Regions from separate parts of the Triticum aestivum genome. Here region 1 is linked to region 2. The links are chromatin contacts, called in public Hi-C maps. All regions are on one chromosome and are shown on one strand. Each heading gives the region's core, a stretch centred on a gene start, on an enhancer-like site or on the middle of the called end of the contact. The rest is flanking DNA. Distances are from core to core; before and after follow the strand shown. Region 1 holds the start of LOC123189671 (peroxidase 46). Region 2 holds the start of LOC123185672 (protein CHROMOSOME TRANSMISSION FIDELITY 7).

The links. A called contact is a pair of places that touch in the nucleus more often than the background predicts.
Region 1: a Hi-C map of leaf shows a contact between it and region 2, with 3 times the contacts expected there. The contact joins the promoter of LOC123189671 here to the promoter of LOC123185672 in region 2. A contact is called at or near these places in 3 of 5 Hi-C or Micro-C datasets (leaf and an unstated tissue).

What each region holds. Positions count from the first base shown.
Region 1 is chr2A:601,874,631-601,880,562 of IWGSC CS RefSeq v2.1, forward strand. LOC123189671 (peroxidase 46) reads left to right here and starts at 3,115. Exons shown (of 4, transcript XM_044602139.1): 1 at 3,115-4,132; 2 at 4,775-4,954; 3 at 5,883-5,932. The coding sequence starts at 3,422.
Region 2 is chr2A:601,568,626-601,575,054 of IWGSC CS RefSeq v2.1, forward strand. LOC123185672 (protein CHROMOSOME TRANSMISSION FIDELITY 7) reads left to right here and starts at 3,585. Exons shown (of 6, transcript XM_044597514.1): 1 at 3,585-3,841; 2 at 4,004-4,220; 3 at 4,319-4,411; 4 at 4,640-4,714; 5 at 4,811-5,163; 6 at 5,403-5,755. The coding sequence starts at 3,783. The coding sequence ends at 5,538.

The sequences.
Region 1 (5,932 bases), core at 1,865-4,364, 310 kb after region 2:
GTGAAAGGGGTGGCGGGGAACTTGCCCTTGGCCTTGCTGCCGCTGGCGCCGGAGAAGAGGCCCGTCGTCACTGTGGTTGCGGTGGCTAGGGTTTGCCGGCGACGAGGGAGCAAGGGTGGGCAGATGGGGACGGCGAGTTTGGATGAGAACGGCCCCGCCGCACGGGCGGCTTAAAAAAGAACGAGCGTCGTCGCTGACGCGTGGGCCCGTCGTTATAAATTAAGCTGACCGCGTGGGCAGCGGGTAGTTGGACGGCCGCCATGTGGGGACGCGGCGGACAGCAAGAAGGCGCGCGAAGCGTCCGTTCGGCGTCCGCGCCGACGCATTTGGGGCGCAAATTTGGGCCGCAAATGCGTCGGCGCGGAAGCGACGCGGATATGATTTGGGTTTGGGTCGGCGCGTTGGGCCGCCACTTTTGTCCACACCGATCCAACGGACGCAGGCGAACAAAATGGGTCGGCCCTTTGGAGTTGCTCTCACTCCTGCATCTATTCACTTTACATATGGACTCCCTCCGTTTCAAGATACTATAAGTCTTTGAACTACCGCACATACAGATGTATACAGACATATTTTAAAGCCTACTAGATTCATTCATTTTACTTTGTATGTAGTCATCTGTTAAAATCTCTAGAAAAACCTATATTTAGAAACCGAAGGAATACGTCGCATGCATATGGATGATAATTCCGCAATTCCCATGAACCAAATAGAGGCAAAACATTTCATTTCATTTGATCTCCAGACAAGACGCCCCTGGACGTCTCGAGGTGAGGGATTCACCGCTCGTCTTGTCCGCTAGCTTTTGCCGGCCACGCGTCTTTGCCCGGATCAGAACGCCTGCAGGCTTGCAGGCAGCTGCCGCCCGCGGCAGCATAGCACGGCACAATGCACAACAGCTCAGCGCTACACGTTTTTTCCATCGAATCGCGCGTGCGTGTGTGTCGTCTCGGTCGCCGTCGCGAGCCAGTCCAACGTACTCTACCACACCACAGTTTTCTTTGAGAGGCATGTGAATGCGACCGGTTTTCCAGGCCGCCAAATGCACAGGCCCGGGCAGGAAAACCTGCCCCGGTGGTTGGCCGGCGGAGCTGTAATAAAACGCTGACACGCCGGGCCATCCGTTGCCGACCATCGGCTCCAGTACTACCCACCTACGAGTCCTTGGGCACGCAGCGAGTTTGAAAGCCCGGAATCGGCGATGGGATGGCGCCCGCCCAAAAAGTCTCTGCCCGGGGGCCCAGAGCCTGCATGCATTTGCATTTGCATTTGCAGATGGGAATGCCACCGCCGGCCGACCTCTCTTCCTCCTCCCCAACCAACAGCTGCACGCAAGTAAATGCCGGCATCAATGGCTCCCCAGTTACTACGGCACACCAATCACCCCCACCCCTACATGCCGAGCAGAGAGCAAACTATTATGCGGTGAAAAGGTTACAGTTGAGACGATAATGTGCGAAGAGAGAGGGGTGGCAACTGGCAACGGCAGAGCCGCGCGGCGTACGTGACGTGAGGGCATTCATTCCGGCACCGGCTCACGGCGGGCGGGGGGACGAGGAGGGCGGACAGCAGAGAAAACATCCATCCAGTGGCTTAATTAAATGAGATCATGATGAAAGGAGATGATGGCTTGTAAGGGTACGGCGAGACGGGATTAAGCGGGCACCCGAACATGGCCGTATGCGGCGTGTCGCAAGCTGGCGTACACAGTTTAAGAGCGTCTACAATCAGACTTGGCAAATCTAGCCCCTCAAACGTCCGCGTTCAGGTTGTCCACGAGCACTGACCAGACATCTTTCAAATGTCTGCGGACGCGTTCGGGTATGTTCATGGGCACCGGCGTACACAGTCTAATGTAAGCGTGTAGCGCTGGCCGGGCGAACCAAACAAATGTGCTTTGTCCGCTTTCTATCCGTTTAGATTGATAAAGAGACATTTTATTTGAGTCGGTAGGTGCATCTAACAGGAGGCATATGTATTTTAGCCCACGTGACCGAAATAAAGTTAAAAAAATATAATTAAACATAACTGGCCGGTCAACCACTGGCCAAAGTCCTCTTAAACATAAAACACTGCCCGTAAGCTGCCTTAGTCGTCCGTCCTGCCCTTGCTCTTGCCGTCTTCGTCAGTATGAGGTCGATAAAGACGGGAGGCAACCCAGCCCAACCGAACACGGTTTGATAGGCCGCCAGGGCTGCCTCCTCCGGTCTTAGGCGTCAGGGGGGTGAACGGCGGCACCACGTAGTCGCCGGCTGCAAAGAGGGCGAGGGCCTCCGCCAACCTTGCCTGGTAGTCCGCCTCCTCCGCCTCTGCCTTGAGCCACTCGTCCTCGATGGAGGTCTTCACGGCCGTCGCCAGCGCCGCCTGGTAGGCAGCCCCCTCCTCCTTCGGCTTGACGACTAAGGGGAGGCGGGGGGTTTGTGTGGTCGTGATGCACGTCGAGGCCATGTTGCTCCTTGTTCTCGAGGGCAAACCCGACCTCCCAATGGGAAGAGTCTGGCGCGTACTCCGGCATCAGTCGCTGCTTCGGCGTGAGCAACGACCGGCACTTACGCATCTCCTCGGCGTGCGTCCACTGCGGATCGAGATGCCAATCGCGCGGCAACATCATGTCCGGGTACGACAACTACTACCTGAACTTCCATTGCCATCGTGCTTGGTGCATAGAAATTTGCAGTCGCTGCCTCACGAGGCAAGCACGCGTTAGCGACGACGAAGGAGGAAGAGCGCGGGAGGACGAAGCGTCGGGGGCAAACTTCCCCTTGCTTTTGCCGAAGCCGTTGAAGAAACCCATTGCTAGAGTTTGGTTGTCACCGGCGAAGAAGCACGCGTGGATTATCTCATGACGCTTTCATTGGCTGGTGCATGGGCCAAGGGTCGATGACCGCTATTAATATGACTGCGTTCGGTCGTCAGCCGACCGACATGTGGAGCTGTGGCGAACACCGAGGAGACGCGCCAATGCATTTCAGTTTAAATTTGAGCCTGAAATGGGTCGACGCGGACATGAAACGGATGCGTTTTTGGTTTGAATCGACATGTTGGACCGGTGTTTTGATCCGCGATGATTTAAATGAATATGGGTGGACGAAATTAGTCGTCCGGTTGGAGTTGCTCTTGCAGCAGCTGGCTCATACAGGAACGGGGCGACGCGTCCGGTAGCACACAGCCGCTGCGTGCCGCCCCCGTGCTCGCCGCCAAAACAGTGCCAACGCGCTGCAAGCTTTGGGCGTGTCACGAACTCACGATAGACAGATTCTCCTTCCCGGCCAGCAGCATTGTTTCCTTGCTAGCGCGCGTCCTCTCTCTCGCTAGCTAGCTGGTTCCCACCGCCGCCCGCTGCTGCCGCCGGGCGGTGATAAATCCGTGTGTACTCGCCCGGAAGCAGGGCTAGCTCACGAGCTTATCTAGTGCCTCCGTGATGGATCGGGGTCGGAGGCGGCAATGGGGCGTCGTATGCTCGGCGCTGCTCCTGTCGGCGCTGCTGGCGGTCGCCTCCGCGCAGTCGCCGTCCCCGGCGCGGGCACCCAAGCCAGCACCGTCTCTTCCCGCGGCGCTGCGGGCGGCTCCACGGCCGTCGTCTCCTGCCGTGCCGGCGCCCAAGGCCCCTGCCGCGTCGCCGGCGCCGAAGCAGACACCTAGCCCTTCGGCCTCGCCGGTGCCGAAGCCGCCGACTCCGCGCGCGCCAGCGCAGGCGCCAAAGCCATCGTCTCCAGCTGCACCCTCGGCATCACTGGTTCCAAAGCCGCCCGCTCCACGTGCGCCGGCGCAGGCCCCAAAGCCGCCGTCACCACCTTCGGCGTCCCCACCACCACCAGCGCCACCGCTTCCAAAGCCGTCACCTCCACCCCCGGCGCCGTCAGCACCGAAGCCGTCACCTGTGGCCCCAGCGCCGGCTCAGAAGCCGTCTCCTCCTACGACCACTCCACCACCACAGAAACCATCTGCTCCTCCGTCTCCGACGAACTCATCCCCGCCGACGCCTTCATTGGCTCTGTCGCCCAACTTCTACGCCGCCTCCTGCCCGAGCGTGGAGCTGGCAGTGAACGATGTCGTCAGGTCGGCCTCCACCTTGGACCCCAGCATCCCCGGCAAGCTTCTCAGGATGGTCTTCCACGACTGCTTCGTAGAGGTATGGATTCGAAATAATAATATATTGTTACTCGTCTTGCATTTGGGAGATGTGTTCTACTAGCACTGCAACCATGCATTGGAGCTCACTACATGCAAACAAATGGTGACAAATGTGTGTATTCTCCTCATAGATTCTTATTTTGATTTAATTTCACATGTCCATGTTCTAGATCTAGGCCTCAATCAATCAAATTATCTTCCGGAAAATCATCTTGTTGTGATGTCATTGGAGCATTGCCTCGTCAGTTCTTACTATCTTGAGCAACTGTGATATTTGCCATGACCATGATCCTTCACCTCTCTTTAGTAAGAGAATTTGCTTTCCCCCTTTCCATATAGTGACCAAGGCCAAATGGTTATGCCAGACCAGTTGAGGCCTTTAGTTAGTAATAACACATAATGTATGTTCAAAACATTCGTTCATTGGAATGGTCTAGGCTACTTTTGCTAATTTGAGCTGGTTAGGTGCATTATTCAGACCCAAAACTTGAGCTATCATACATGTTTAAAGGTCGCCAATACATCACCAGATTTGACATCTTGCATATGTGTAACGGACAGCATTTTACACACATGTTTCTGAAATCTTACACGACAGATGCACCATGAGTTTCAACTTTCTAACCCTTTACCATCTCAGGGATGCGACGCGTCGGTGCTGATCCAGGGCAGCGGCACGGAGAGGACCGACCCGGCGAACCTCTCGCTCGGCGGGTTCAACGTCATCGACGAGGCCAAGAGGCTGCTCGAAGCCGTGTGCCCGGCGACCGTTTCTTGCAGCGACATCATAGTTCTCGCCGCGAGAGATGCCGTCACTTTTGTAAGTAGCATTGCAACCACCCAAACCCCATTGCACCCATTAACTTTGCTGCAACATATGCTTTCCCTTCCTACAGTTCTCACATACTATGATTTTCCTATTTGGTTTGGCCCTCTGATCAGTAGTACTTGGTGGTGAGCATAGGACATCATAAACTCCGCACTGAATGCCGCACGGATTAGATCGTGTAGCGTACGGTGGATCGAGTGGTCCTGGTTCCGTATGCGGCAATGGCTAGCTGAAACATAGGATCAGCGGGTCTGGCTAATGAATACATACAGATACGACGGGGAGAGGGGCCCTGGACAGCTTAGTGAACATAATCCCAGCTTATGACTGGGACCTGACCATTTGACATTTGTGCATATGATCAGTATGGCACATGATTGATGGTCCCAATTTAGGGTGAACGTGGCGAAGTGCAAATGTACATAGGTGGAATTCTGAAACTTCAGAGCAGTTTGTGCTCTGAAGATTTACCCTGCATGACTGCATTTGCTAATTTCAGGCCAATCGAGTTGCGGTAACATCCACATTCACCTATAGCCTCACTTTGGTACATAGTAAATTACCATTTCTACATGCGCATGTTCACTTGATCAGTATAGCACATGGCAGATGGTCCCAGTTAACGGCGATCATGGCAAAGTGGAAATGGACATAAATGGAATTCTGAAACTTCAGAACATACGTACTCTGAAAATTTACTCTGCATTTGCTAGCATCCACCATTCACCCATCCCTTCACTTTGACACATAGTAGATGGGCAACTGAATTAACCACATGTTTTGTTCTGGTGCTTTTGCAAGACTAATCTAAGTTCTTGGGTAAAACAATAGCTCAACTTGAAATTATCTGGAGAAGCCTTAGCTGACATACAAACAAGACAACTGAACTGATGCTCAATTTTGTGTTGTTCCAAACCAGACCGGAGGACCGTCGGTGCCCGTCTCCCTCGGCCGACGTGACAGCCTCGT
Region 2 (6,429 bases), core at 2,335-4,834:
ATGGCATGGCAAAGTGCACAAGCAAAACTACAAGTTAAGTGGAGCTCAATATGCAATGAGTTGCATATTGACGAAACACCACGGGACTTATTTAGTTCTCTCTCGTTTAGGTACCCATCAATGTTAAATGTTGTTAATCATGGCAAGAGGCTGAAGCAAATAAAAACTACCTATCTAGGCAAGTTTAAATGAGGCCGGAACAACAAAACAACAAGTCCGGAAACTCCTCATGTGCATATATTAGGTTTGGTACTGTTCTTCCCTAAACACAATTTTAGAGTTGTTAAACATGCAAAGTAAGGCCACCATGTTAAATTAGGCAAAATTCTACCCCATTTACATATAAAGTTTGTTAGGTTTGGAGCTACGATTATTTTGTTATGAAATAAATCATTTTAGCATGGCATAGGAGAAAATTAATGCAAACAACAGTTTAAGCATTTTTAACATGGATGAAAGTTGCATATTATTAAACTAGATGAAATTCTAAGCAAGTTTCATATATAATTTATTTAGATCCGATGCACGGTTAATTAGTTATTATATGCATGTTGTCTAGGGACTTTTCTGCAAATCTGCAGTCTCAGGATAAATACACAAATTCACAGACGCTGGAAAAACATGATATGGGCCGAAACACGAACTGGGCCAACAGCAGGAAAGGAAGGTGGGGCGCTGGGGTGTGGCTGCTCACCCTGGGGCGAGGCCCGGAACTGTGGAGAGGCTTGCGCAGATGGGCCAAGGGGAGGCTGGGCCTTGCCAGCAGCAGGCCGGCTGTAGCACTGCGCGTGCGATCGATCTAGTCAACGCGCGGCCGCTGCGCTGGAGTGGCTCGAGGCAGGGGAAGCAGAGGCCGGCGATGGCGAACTGGGCATGGGGGAAGGAGGTCCTGCGGTGGCCCGAGGGTGCAGGGCGTCTGGAAGGCCGGATCTGGTCGCGGGAGGTCGCCGGGGTCCCGTTCCCTGCCGGATCAGAGTGGAGGCAAGCCGGCGGCTTGGAGCTCCATGCGGTGGCGGCTTCCATGGCTGGACTCAAAGCTGCAAGCGACGCTGAGGAGGCCAGGAAGACGGGGACGAGCGCGGGCGTAGAATCTCATGTGCATGCTCGCGCACGAGCGCGAGGCTCTTGGTTCCTGGAGGCAGCGCAAGGACGCGGCGGCGACTGAGCGACGAACCAGAGGAGGTGCTTGGGTGACTCGGCGGCTTGGCGTCCATGGAGGCTTCCTGTTCGTCCTGAAGAGAAAGGGATCGCGATGTGAGAGACCACAGGGAGAAAGGGATTACAGGAAAAAAGGAGAAGTAAAAGGGGCACGGCGGGAGGGCCCTGGTCACCGGCGGTTCGAGAAGCTCGAGATCGAGCCTCCTGCTCGATCTGGAGGTGGGCACTCGGCTGGCTGCGTGCCCGAGCGCGAGGGGAGCAGGGGAGCTGCGGATGCAGCGAGGACCGAACAGGGGAGGCAGGGATCGATGGATTGGATGGAGCAGGTGGATGGCTGCAGCGATCTGGTTGGGTGGATGTGGATCGGGAGGGATCCCGAGGTTGGGGGGAGGCTGTCGGCTGGCTCGATTGGTCCGGCGCTAAAAATAAAGAGAGTGGCGGCGGGGGGGATTGGACAGGGGAGGATCCCTAGAAATTAGGGTTGGCTAGTTTAGGTAGGGTTTCATCTGCTATAAATAGCAGGTAGGAATTGCGTAGGGGCTATCACGTCCCTACGATCGCAATCGGACGGTCGCGAATAAAATAGTTAGGGAGTCCAAATAGGAAAACGGTGATGTTTTGTAGACGTTTGGGGATGATCCGGGCACAACGGTGACGACTGCTCGGGTCGGGTCCGGGACAACTTTTCGGACGCGCGCGCGAGGAGGGCCGCGGGCTGACGAGAGGGGTTAGGTTGGGCCTGGCGGTAGGTAGTGGACTGTGGAGAGAGGGTTGGTCTGAGAGAAGAGGGGAGAGATGCAGCCCGGCATGGTTTCCGGAGATCGAAAACGTCCGACGAAAAGACCGGCTATATTGCCGCTATAGTTATACGTTAGGGCATCAAATGGACTCCGAACGCGATGAAATTTGACAGGCGGTCTACCTACACTAAAAAAAGACCGCACGCCAACTTTCAACCCATTCCAAGAACATTTTCCGACCACTTATAAAATACTATTTCAGACATGCCGCGGGCGCGTGCAAGTGTGTCTGGACTTAGAACGGACAACGGACGAAACTGGGGGAACTCGGACGAATGCAAGTTTCGAAAACATGCAAATGCAATGCGGATGATGACATGGCAAGATGCAACACGCAAGCGAATGACAAGGCAACAACAGCGAATAACCGGAGGACACCTAGCGCATCAGTCTCGGGGCGTCACAATTAGGCACCGCAGCCGTCGTGTGCCCTTGCCGTCTTTGTCGCCCATCTGCTTCTGATCTCCCTGCTTTGCCGCTCACGATCGGATTTCTACGACGACTCAGCGATGCAACCTACTTCATTGCTTCCCCCAAGATCATGTTAACACACTACACTATACTAATCTCTCTCAGTTCTCATCTCGTAGTAGTGTTGAAATTATACATTAGACTTTAGTTGTTTTGTTTTCCGATTTGATATGCTATGGAGAAATCATCCCTTGATGTGTCCTAGAAATTACCGTGATGCAAATTATCTTGTATGAGTTCCTATTGTGATTCAAAAAAAAATCTATGAGGACCTTACACAGAACACAAACAATATAGCTAATTCTGAAATTGAAATTCAACTATGGGGAGGCAAAATGCTGTCAAACACTATTACAATTAATTTGTTTCTAAGTCGGCTACTTATAAAATTGAAATTCCTCAACCATAAGGACGAAAAATGCTACCAAACATCATTAAGATTAATTTATCTTCTAAGCCAGTTGCTTCAAATTCTTGTACTGAAATTGTTATTAAGGCTTATGTGCAAGGTCTCAACCTTGTTCTCTAGAATTATCTTTTGCACTGGATTTTTTTTATCTACTTAGCTTGGCCCCCCTATACCCAAATCCTGGCTCCGCCCGTGCCCAAACTCGTCTGTCAAGTCACACCACCACGCATCAGCACACCATCCCCAGCTCCACATTGACTTGCCCTCGGCTCCTCCACGGCGCTCCTTCGCCCCTCCTTGTCATCGCATCCTCCACAAACTCTAGAAGCTCTACATCGTCACCGCTCACGTCCTCCACAAACTCTAGAAGCCCTACATCGTCACCGTGTCATCCCATAAGATGTCTCCGCTCCAGTGTCGACACCTCTTGCCTCAGAGCGCCTCCACCCTAGTCTAGAAATGGCTCTCCCACCTCATCGATTTTGTGAATGACGGTGGAATGATGACGCGGATGGAGAGAGATAGAAACAACCACGCACTCATTGTTGGATCTCACGTGTTGGTGTAATTTAGGGGATGCCACTTGAATTGGAAGCCAAATTTGAGAGCTGAAGACGAAGTATGGTCGACCATTCATTTCCGGCTACCGATGGAAATGACTCTAGGCCTAGAATTTTCGGCGGTTGTTTTGGCGCCCGAATCCCACATCTTCTTCTCAGAAACCCGCGCGACGGCCTCCCCATTCCTTGCCCGTCCGATCTCCTCCCCTCGCGGCGTCATCCTCTCATCAGCACCGTCCATTCGCCCGCTTGCCCCCCTGTCAAGTCCCCACCAATCGCCGCTTCTCTCCCCACCCCATCCCGTCTTCCTCGTCTCCGCCGGCCGCCGTCGCCTCTTCTCCCCCCCACTCCGGCAGGAAACAAGAAGGGGGAGAGCGCGAGGAGATGCAGCCCAAGATCAACACGTTCTTCAAGCGCCAGGCCACGGGGCCGGATCAGAACAGGTTCTTCTTCTCTTTCCCCGCTTGAAGCCGATCACTGCTCGTACCAAATCTCGCCGGTTCCGAGCCTAGCCTCACAATTGATGCATCTTGGAAGTATTCTGCACCGAATTGGTGCCTTCCAGATTCACCCTTGGACTGATCCGTGTCGATTGTTTTGGGCAGCGAAGCGGCGGAGGCGAAGAGGCCCAAGAGCTGCGGCGACGGCAAGGTCCTCAACAAGAAGAGGAACTACGGGCAGTTCCACCTGGAGCTGGGGCAGCCTGATTTCCTCCTCCATATGTGCGCGGTCTGCGGCATGATGTACGCCCGCGGCAACGACGAGGACGAGAAGGTCCACAGGGCATACCACAAGGGCTACTCCGAGGGCGTCCCGTTCAAGGTTCATTAGGCCCCGCTTGTTCTTTTGTGAATTGCAGTGCCATTACCCTTGTTTCTTGTGTTTCTATGGGTGAAGAGTTTCTGACCGACGAAATGTAGGGTTGGCGCAAGGAAACCGTGGTTATGAGGTCCGAGGGCGGTGACCGGATAATTCTAGCAAGCGGTGAAAATTCCTGTATACGGAACAGCAAGGTAATTGGCCAAACTCGCTTTGTTATGTTCTGATGCATGCCTTTCTGAAGAAATTCAGACTGTAAGTTTGCTGATAGCTGTAATCTGTGTGCATGCGTCCGTGCTTACTGCTGAAAGCCTGAACCACTTCACAACCAGTCCACATTTTGACATTAGAAACCCAGATGCAAATTGCACAGATGTTGAGATTTAGGATGCAAACCATTTAACATCATGTACACATTTCAGGTTCAGGAGGTGATCAAAGTGGTGGAGAAGGAGCTGGGGTTTGGTGAAGGCCAGCTCCTTCATAAGCTCTGCAAGGTAGTAAGTCACAGTCGTAATTCCCGTGTATATAAGATATAACAGCATAAATGCAATATGCTGTGTTACTGAAGAAAGAACATCTCTGTTGCATAGGTGTATCTGTTTGTATCTGGTGGGAGGATAGCGGGATGTCTAGTTGCCGAACAGATAAAAGCAGCACACAAAGTTATTCCAAGCTCTGCATCGGAAAACCGAAGCAATTTGCCGGACAGTAAAACTGAATCAGCACAGGCAAACCATACATTGGAGTTTGGGAAAATAAGCTTCAAGAGGGAAGTCTTGCGGCGGCATAATCACCCCGACAAGAGCAAAGAAGAGTGCCAGGGCCCTGGCGCCATAGTCTGCGAAGAAGAAGCTGTGCCCGCGCTATGCGGATTCCGGGCAATCTGGGTGGTGCCATCACACAGAAGAAAGGGAATAGCATCGCAGCTAGTGGATGCAGCACGGTATTTTCTCTAGGCCCTTTCCGTGCAGCTTCCTCATGCCTTGAAAACTCATCACTGTCAAACATGCACCATTCTCCTTAACAAGGGGACATGATAGCATGATGTGTCAAATTTTCACCAGATTGCATTCATTCTTGCTAGACTAGCTGTGACTGATATCACCCTGCAAAGATAGATCGCTGGTTTATCGAGCTTGCCTCCCCTTTCCTGACGACGTTGCTTCCGTTGATCTCCTGCAGGAAAAGCTTCTGTGAAGGCGGCATGTTGGGGATCGCACAGTGTGCTTTCACGCCACCAACCTCTGAAGGGAAGGAGCTAGCGTCGAGATACTGCAAGACCAGTGCGTTCTTAGTGTACAGAGATGGAGATGTATAGAGAGGTGCTCCCAAAATTAGAAACCAAGTGTTGAACAGTTGCAAAAGTCAGTCATGCTGAATACTTGACACATAAACAGGGCACATTCTGCTCTTAGCCTCTTACAGTGCCGAGGTCGTCATGTTTTTCTTCCTTTAGCAAAGATAGGCGAATGCTGTTAAAGGCTACTGTATTTTATTATCAAGTTTGTCAATATAGCTGACTCTTAGTTGGTCCATGTTTTTTTATGTTTCTCTCCTCCAGCGCCTCTTTGACGAGGTGCACACCGGTACTGCTCAGCTCGACGGCGTGTATAGGGCCTATGTGGTCCTCCCCAAGGGCGACGACATCCCCTCGCCGGGAGTGTTCGGGCCGGTTTCATTTAAGAATGGCGAGGTGAAGATCCAATTTATAGGTACAAAAGGGGAAGTGGAAATGGACCCCTCAAGGTTAAATTTCAGAAAAGGAATATTTCAGGAAAAGATCAATATTGGATCCATGGGAAACGTGTTGTCGTTTCAAGCAATGACCCTAAACCATACAAAGATGACAAGGGTGAATGCAATCCTAGAAAGAGCAAACGGATGGGCAGTCCAGATCCATAAATTTACAACCGCAAATATTAATGAGGATACACTTGTTAGTTTGTACTCCCTCCGTTCCCGAATATAAGTCTTTCTAGAGATTTCAACAAGTGACTACATATGGAGCAAAGTGAATGAATCTACACTTTAAAACATGTCTACATACATCCGTATGTTGTAGTCCAGTGGAGATGTCTAAAAAAACTTAGGCCTCTTTTGGTTCATAGGATAGGATTATCATAGGAATAGGAATCTTGTAGGAAATGAGATGACATGTATCTCAAATCCTATGAGTAGGAATAGGAAACAAGATGTCATTTGGTTGACA